2 separate regions of the Urocitellus parryii genome follow, and region 2 is linked to region 1. Evidence: chromatin contacts called from public Hi-C data. All regions are on one chromosome and are shown on one strand. Each heading gives the region's core, a stretch centred on a gene start, on an enhancer-like site or on the middle of the called end of the contact. The rest is flanking DNA. Distances are from core to core; before and after follow the strand shown.

What was found. A called contact is a pair of places that touch in the nucleus more often than the background predicts.
Region 2: a Hi-C map of liver shows a contact between it and region 1, with 7 times the contacts expected there. The contact joins the promoter of Slc16a11 here to the promoter of Asgr1 in region 1. A contact is called at or near these places in 2 of 2 Hi-C or Micro-C datasets (liver and muscle).

The regions. Positions count from the first base shown.
Region 1 is chr7:130,105,784-130,109,817 of mUroPar1.hap1, forward strand. It overlaps Asgr1 (asialoglycoprotein receptor 1), which reads left to right and starts at 1,301. Exons shown (of 9, transcript XM_026390571.2): 1 at 1,301-1,456; 2 at 1,746-1,834; 3 at 2,858-2,974; 4 at 3,094-3,189; 5 at 3,268-3,339; 6 at 3,534-3,620; 7 at 3,703-3,854; 8 at 3,931-4,034. The coding sequence starts at 1,765.
Region 2 is chr7:130,278,456-130,282,160 of mUroPar1.hap1, forward strand. Slc16a11 (solute carrier family 16 member 11) reads left to right here and starts at 2,072. Exons shown (of 5, transcript XM_026382278.2): 1 at 2,072-2,143; 2 at 2,728-2,935; 3 at 3,200-3,343; 4 at 3,519-3,705. The coding sequence starts at 2,734.

The DNA.
Region 1 (4,034 bases), core at 51-2,550:
CAAGCACAGTTGGTAAGTGTACGGCTTTCTGCAGTTTTACAAGCTGAGCATCACCGCATGACCTGCACTCAGACCAATAAGGTGGACCTTCCCTCACTCCCCGACCTTCCTGTGTTCTCTGCCAGTCTCTACCTACTGGGTAATCAGAATTCTGACTGAATTAGCATAGGCTTGTTGGCCTGAATAAACCAGATTGTAAGTGATAAAATCAGAGAGTGTTAAATTAACAACCCAATTGTCACCAAAATCACTGGCCATGGGCCCAGTGCATGTAAACAAACACAAGGGTTTTCAGGACACAGAGAAATGAGGGCACACACAGAGCTGTCACTCTTTATGCAAGTGATGTGTTCCTGAATATCTCACATAATCTAGACAATTCAAGTCTAGTTTTCTTGAAATATCTGCAAAGCAGGATTTGTACAATTTCACATTTGGAGCCTTAAGGGAGACTTGTTAGCATCTTTAATGTTGCCCAGTTTCTATAATTTAAATTATGTTAATTTCCACTTAGCATAATTTGAATTCAGACAACCCTCTCTGAAGCCCATGATTTAGCATCTCTGGGGCCCCAGAACTGTAATTGTGGATGGAATGGGAGCCCAGTTCTGGGGGCAGCGCATAGGGTGGAGCCAGGTTGCCCAGTCCTTCCTCTGCTGCTTTGATAAGCTATTGTCAGCCAGGGCCTTAGCTTTCTCTTCTGCAAAATGGGTTGTGCTGGGGGATTATAAGAAAAGTGAATGAGTGAAAAGCCTTGGGATACATAGCAGGAGTCAGTGGAAATTCCTTAGCATCAAACCAGCTGAGGCTCCCTGCTGCCCCCTGTCCTCCATGCTGCTTGAAGGATTTCAAACTCTGCAGAAAAGACAGGGAGTCAGGTTAGGCAGGCTGGGGAGCTGGCCTCCGGGGTCACAGACCTGAATTGGGAAAGAGCAGGGAACTGGTCGGTCCCTCTGATCCTGGTCAGGGATATTTGGAGACACCAACAATTCTGGGAAATTCAGAGGTGGGGAGTGAAAAGGGCAGAGACAGAGGGGGCAACAACACAGTGCATCCCAGCGCCCCCAGGCCTGCTCCCCTTCCCAAAGGGTTCAATGAGGTGTGAGGTGACTGGCTTGTGGGTGTGTGTGGGGACAGGCCAGAAGACTCCCCTTCCCTGGGGAGAAGAGCAGAGGCAACTCATCCCCCACTCCCACCCCCAAGTTCCAAATCTATTTCCATCTTTGTTTACCGGCCAAAGTCCCCAACACTAGAGATGCCAGATTCCGTGTGCTCAGACACTCAGACACCCATACACACAGACACACGGGTCCAGGGCCCTCATATGGACCCTGCCTCCTCCACTCCCACTATTCAAGGCTGGCCACCAACTCCAATTCTCCAGGTTTCAGTCCCTTTCTTAGCCTGCGATCTGCATAGCATCCAGGGACCTGGGAGCCAGACCTGCAGAACTTCAGCAAGTAAAATGGGGATGGAGAGAGAGAACAGTTGAAGGAGTGATTGAAGGGGCTCTCTCTCTCTCTCTCTCTCTCTCTCTCTCTCTCTCTCTCTGTGTGTGTGTTGGTGGGGTTGGGTGGAAAAATGGCAGAGGATGGATTTTGGATGTAGGCCTGGGAGGGGATGAAAGAAAGAAGAGTCTCCATTGGGTCACTGGTCAGAGGTAAGAAAGGAACAGATCCCACTCTCTAGGCCCTGTTCCCTTCAGCCCCAAACTCAGTTCCAACCTTGGCCTTGATTTGTCCCAGGTCCAACACCAGGCCTATCATGACGAAGGAATATCAAGATCTTCAGCACCTGGACAATGAGGAGAATGACCATCATCAGCTCCAAAGAGGTAAGGGACCCTCTCCTATCTGAAACAGGAGTATTTGGGAACCTCTTGCCTCCTAAGTCTGCTTTTTTTCTGTGACCCCTGGCTCTGTCCTTGGGTCTGACGCACTCACATGGAAAACGGTGATCGAGTCCCATAGATTAGGGGAGGTGCAGGGTGTGGGATTAGAGTCCCTTTCTTGGTGACAGCTGCCCAAGCTTCCTTACTGTGTTACCCAATTCTCAGGATCTTGGGCAGGGAGTGAACCCAAGGTATGGGAACGACTGGCAGTTGGAGAGGTGGGCTTATTTCTTCGAAGGTAGTGCCCTCTTTATTTCCTCTTCCAACACAGCTGTGGAGAGGCTTGGACTGCGTGTGTGGGTGGGTGCCGTGTCAGGATCAGCTTGGCCAAAGGGGTTAGGTTAGGAAGCCTGTAAAAAGGCAGAGGGTCTCTGCTCTGGGATGGATGAATCCCCTTCCTCGTGCATCCAAAATAAGTTCCCTCTCCCCACTTCTTGGTCTTCCAGAGCAAAAAGGAATCATTTGTGGGGATGGTGGGTACTGGGGAAGAGAGCGGGAAGGGGAGGCCCCTACACTCCAGTTCACAGGGACCAGACTCAGTGTCCTTCTCTTCTTCATGGGTGAGCGAGACCCTGCCTTTTGTCTGCATGCACATGAAGATGGGTGGTATTCACAGAGAGAGGAAGAAACCTCTTCACTTTCAGGGGGCACAGTGACAGACTCCCCTAGGTGGGGCTCTGATGAGGTTCATTAGCTGCAGTGTCACAGTAATGCCACTAGGTGTCAGCAAAGTCTCAAGGCTTTGGCAATGCTAGGGAAGGTCAAAGATTTGCGCCCCTGGGGATCCTTATTCCCTTCCCCACCTCCAGTTATGCTGGCCCTGCAAAGTGGCCCATTGCCTGGATTTCTTAATCTGTATGGTTCCTCCTAGTCTACTAGAGTGGCCTTAGCCTGCTCCTCACCAAGTGCCCTGCACTTACTCCAGGCTGGCCTGTGTCCCTGAGCTCCTGATCCTCTCTCTTGCAGGGTTACCTCCTTCTCAGCCTTTTTTGCAGCGGCTCTGCTCCGGACCCCGCCTCCTCCTGCTCTCCTTGAGTCTCAGCCTTCTGTTGCTGGTGGTTGTCTGTGTGATTGCATCCCAAAGTGGGTGCCCAGGGGTGACAGGGAAGGGAGCAATATTGTGGGGGGGATGTTAGTGATGGGTTCAGTGCTGGTGAACACAGTCTCCTCCTGTTTTCATCCCCATGGTCTCTCCTGCACAGACTCCCAGCTGAAGGAGGAGTTGAAGGCCCTGAGTAAGACCTTCAGCAACTTCACAGTGAGCACTGAGGCTGAGGTCAAGGCCCTGAGCACCCAGGGTGAGGGGGATTAGGGTTGGGAGCTGGGGCAGGGGGATGGTTAGGACATCTGGACACTGAGCAAGTCTCTTCCTCCAGGAGGCAATGTGGGAAGAAAGATGAAGTTGCTGGAGTCCCAGCTGGAAAAACAACAGCAGGACCTGAGTGAAGGTCAGAGTGTGTGTGTGTGTGTAGGTGCAGGGTATGGAGTGCAACTCTCAGACCAAGCCAAGGCTTCTTGGCAGGGGCATCTGTGATTGGTCTTCCCAGAGAAATGACAGATCCCGCCCCTCATGTTCATACTGACCTTATTTCCCTCTCACACTCTCCTCCTCCTGCTCCCCTTCTGTCCTCTGTCTCCCCAGAACACTCCAGCTTGCTGCTCCACGTGAAGCAGTTTGTATCTGACTTGCGAAGCTTGAGCTGTCAGATGGCTGTCCTCCAGGGCAATGGTGAGGGGGCCACCCAACCCCACTTTTTGGCCCCCCTTCCAGGTAGCGCTCCAGGCTCTTCACCCTCCCTCTTCCCTCTCAGACTCTGTAAGGACCTGCTGCCCCATTAACTGGGTGGAACATGAAGGTAGTTGCTACTGGTTCTCCAGCTCTGGGAGGCCCTGGCCGGAGGCTAACAAGTACTGCGAGCTGGAGGACTCTCATCTGGTGGTGATCACCTCCTGGAAGGAGCAGGTGAGGCCCTGGTGGGCTCTTCTGGGAGACTGACTTGTGTAAGGAAGAGGTCACCACTCCCCTCTTCTCTTTCCAGAGATTTGTCCAGCACCACATGGGCCCTTTGAACACCTGGATGGGTCTAACAGATCAAAATGGCCCTTGGAAATGGGTGGATGGGACTGACTATGAGACAGGCTT
Region 2 (3,705 bases), core at 822-3,321, 170 kb after region 1:
TCACATTTTATAACTCACATGATTCTATTGAGAACTCACCAGACTAATGGGGTTCCTTGACCAGTGGTGGAAGCAGCCAGGTGGAGAAACGGGCAGGAGTACCAGGAGAGCCTAACCTAGCTCCCCTGAGTCCCAGCAGCAGCACTGGGGACTAACATATATTCAAGGACCATGTCACTTACTTATACATGTACATACAGTGACTCATTTAATCTTCATTGAATTTTATGTGTGTGAGAGAGAGAGAGAGAGAGAGAGAGAGAGAGAGAGAGAGAGAGAGACTGAGGACTGAACTCAGGACCTTGCACCTGCTAGGCAAGTGCCCTGCCACTGAGCTAGACCCCCAGCCCTCATTTAATTTTCATAACAACCCTATTAGGTAGCTTCTATTATTATGCCCTTTTTAGAAATGAGAAAACCAGCACGTTGTTGTAGAGCAACATGCTTACAACCAAATAACTGAGAAATGGTAGAACAGTATTCGAACCCAGAACATCTAAGTTAGGGCTCCACTCTTTCAATTTCTGTGCTATATAAATTACCTCCATGAGCAACAGGCAGTAATTTCAGCTAAGAATATAGGAAATGTGAGGTAGAAGGGGAATGTGCCTTTTCATAACAAATCACCCCACTTCCAGGTTCTGGGATGCCCTTCTGAGTTCATAAGCATCATACTTAAGTGCTTAGCTTTCCTCCCAGACTCAGAGGTCCCAGTCTTCTTTCTACTTCACCACAGGAGACGACTGTTTCAATTGGTTTCATTTATCTTACAGTAGAGTCCTCACAAACCTTCTTAGGAAGCAGTGCTTTCTGCTCTCCTAGGTGGCTTGAGGACTTGCAGGCTCCACCACCCTGGTGGCTTTTATAACAGCACTCCCACCAGCTGGGAAAACCGGTGGGGCCACTTTCCCAAGGTGTCTGTGGCAGGACTTTAAACCTTCATAGACTCTTGTACCCCATTCAGAACATTTCAAACAGATGCATGACATATGCCAAAAGCCAGAAGTGAGAAAAGGCTAGGCATGTCGGTGGAGAAGGTAAGTAGCTAAGGGCAGGTGGGAGCAAGTAAGGCTTGAGGAGGGATCTGTAATGGGAAGGTAGCTTAGACAGATACACCTTTGATTATTATGAAGAGTCTTATACATAAAATAGAGGAATTAGCAATGGAGAGTCGTTGAAGGTCATTCTGGTTTTTTAAGGTTTACAGTCTCACAACTTAAGACAGTTGTTTTTCTTTTCCTTACAGGCACTTTCTCAGCAATTAGGAAACACTGCCACCATGTGGTTATCGGTTGATGCAGGCTACAATCTACAAGTTGCTGAATTTTCAATGGTATTGTTTAATAATTAAACCAAAGAACACATCTTTTGATTCAAACAGCTGAAGTAATACAACCCTGACCTGTTAAAAAAGGATGCTTATTGTATAGTTTTTCAAGAAATCAAATAGTTGGGCTCAATTCTCTCATCTCTTTGATTTTAAAATCCTAGGCTGTCTTTCTTTAGAGCTCCTGAAGGCAAAGATCTCTTCTATTCTCAGACTCCCTTATGTTAGAATCATAAATTCTCTGGCCCTGCGAAGGTTCTGCTCTTTCCAGGGTAATTTGCATCAAATTATTTCTCAGGATATTTCTCTCAACCGTGGCAGGTTCTGTTTCACTTCTAGGTCTGTTCTTCTCGTATGGTCCCACAATTTAGACAGATCCAAATTAAAATATTCCTCCTCCCCCCCCCCCGTTTTTTTTCTTTTTTAGTTGAGTGATTTGGGACTAATCACCTAACCTCTCTGAGCCTCAGTTACTGCAACAGTAAAACGGGGATGGCAGTTTTTTCATAGGGTTATTGTAAGGATGAAACGATAACATGTAAAAAGTGCACTGCATACCATTGGACCTCATCTTAGGGAGTCCTCTCCTTTCTCTTCCTCCTTGAGGGCATGCCCTTGTTGAGCACAAAGCAGGCACCCACTGGAGGTCAATGTGATATCCTAGATTTACTGGATCCTCAGCAACGTTTGGGTGAACAGAACTACTCGTTTCCTTAGGCTCCGGGGACCATCCCTCTTTTCACATGTGATCAGCTGCCCCTGGTTTTGCGAAGGATTTGCAATCCACGCGTCTCCTCTGTGCGCAGCTGGTGGCAGGTGCGTGGGCGTGAGCGGGGCGGGGCGAGGCGACATCTATTCCTGGCCGCTCCCTACCGGGGGCTGGGGGTTGTGTGTGGATAATTCAATCCCCGTGGGACTCAGCGTCTGGCCTCACCCGCGGCTCGGCGGATTGGCTGACAGTCTCAGCCTGCCCCCGCCCTCGGTACCCCTCCCGCGTCCCAGGTGGCTCAGGCCCCTGTGGTGATCTCTGTTTACGGAGAGGACCTGTCCAAGTTGGGCTCCATCTCTGCAGTCGCTCCATTCCGGGGCCCCGCCCGCCCGGGAAGCGGGGAGAAAACCCGGTCGAGCTTCCCCTCCCCCCACAGCCTAGAGAGGTCGGGTAAGGCGAAAGGGTGTGTGTGGGAGGGAGCGCCCGCGGCTTGGGGGATCCAGCTGTTCCCCAACCCGGTTCCCTTCGAGCACCCAGGAGTTCTGTCCCTAGGCCTGTTTCCCTCACCCACGCTCTGGGTGACGTGCCCACCCTGGGAGAGCAGCCGGAGAACGGATCTCAGGAATGCTAGCTCCTAAGAGGACGCTCAGGAGCGGAGACCTCGCTCACAGTTGTTTCCCCACCCCTACAGACGGTGATGACCCCCGAGCCGCCTGGACCCCCGGACGGGGGCTGGGGCTGGGTGGTGGCGTTTTCGGCCTTCGCGGTGAATGGGCTCTCCTACGGGCTCTTACGCTCCCTGGGCCTTGCTCTCCCTGACCTCGCCGAGCATTTTGACCGAAGCGCCCAGGACACTGCGTGGGTCAGCGCCCTGGCCTTGGCCATGCAGCAAGCAGCCAGTGAGGGAGGGCCCAAGGTGGGGGGTGGGAAGAGGGTATAGGAACTGTGAGTATAGTGATGGGAGATCCAATTAATTACTAGACAACTTGAGAATGAGCGACTGATTATGGAAACCAAGTTCTAGAAGAGTGGGACTTGAGGTCAAGGGGAGGAGCTATTAGACCCAGGGAGGAGTTTGAGGCCAAGCAAATAGCCAATGAGAAGTGTTGGAGAGAGTTTGGGGGTCCAGGAGCGTGTCTTCCGTTGATTTCGACCCCTTTTAGGCCCAGTGGGCAGCGCTCTGAGCACACGTTGGGGGGCGCGCCCGGTGGTGATGGTTGGGGGAGTCCTTACTTCGCTGGGTTTCGTCTTATCGGCTTTCGCCCGAAGTCTGCTGCACCTCTACCTCGGCCTGGGCCTCCTCGCTGGTGAGGGGAGTGGCATGACCCGGGGTGATGATCAGGGGTGATGGTGGGGATAGGACTTTCTTGGGAATTGGGATAACGAATGAGGTGGGGGGGGGGCTTCTGCAAGAAGCACGGCTGGGAATGCTGGGGCAGGCATCCCTGGAACCTGCCTTAATCTCACTTTATCTATTCGCAGGCGCTGGCTGGGCTCTGGTGTTTGCCCCTGCCCTCGGTACCCTCTCCCGTTACTTCTCTCGCCGTCGGGTCTTGGCTGTGGGACTAGCACTCACTGGCAACGGGGTTTCCTCCCTGTTTCTGGCGCCTGCCTTGCAGCTCCTCCTTGACACATTCGGCTGGAGGGGCGCTCTGCTCCTCCTTGGCGC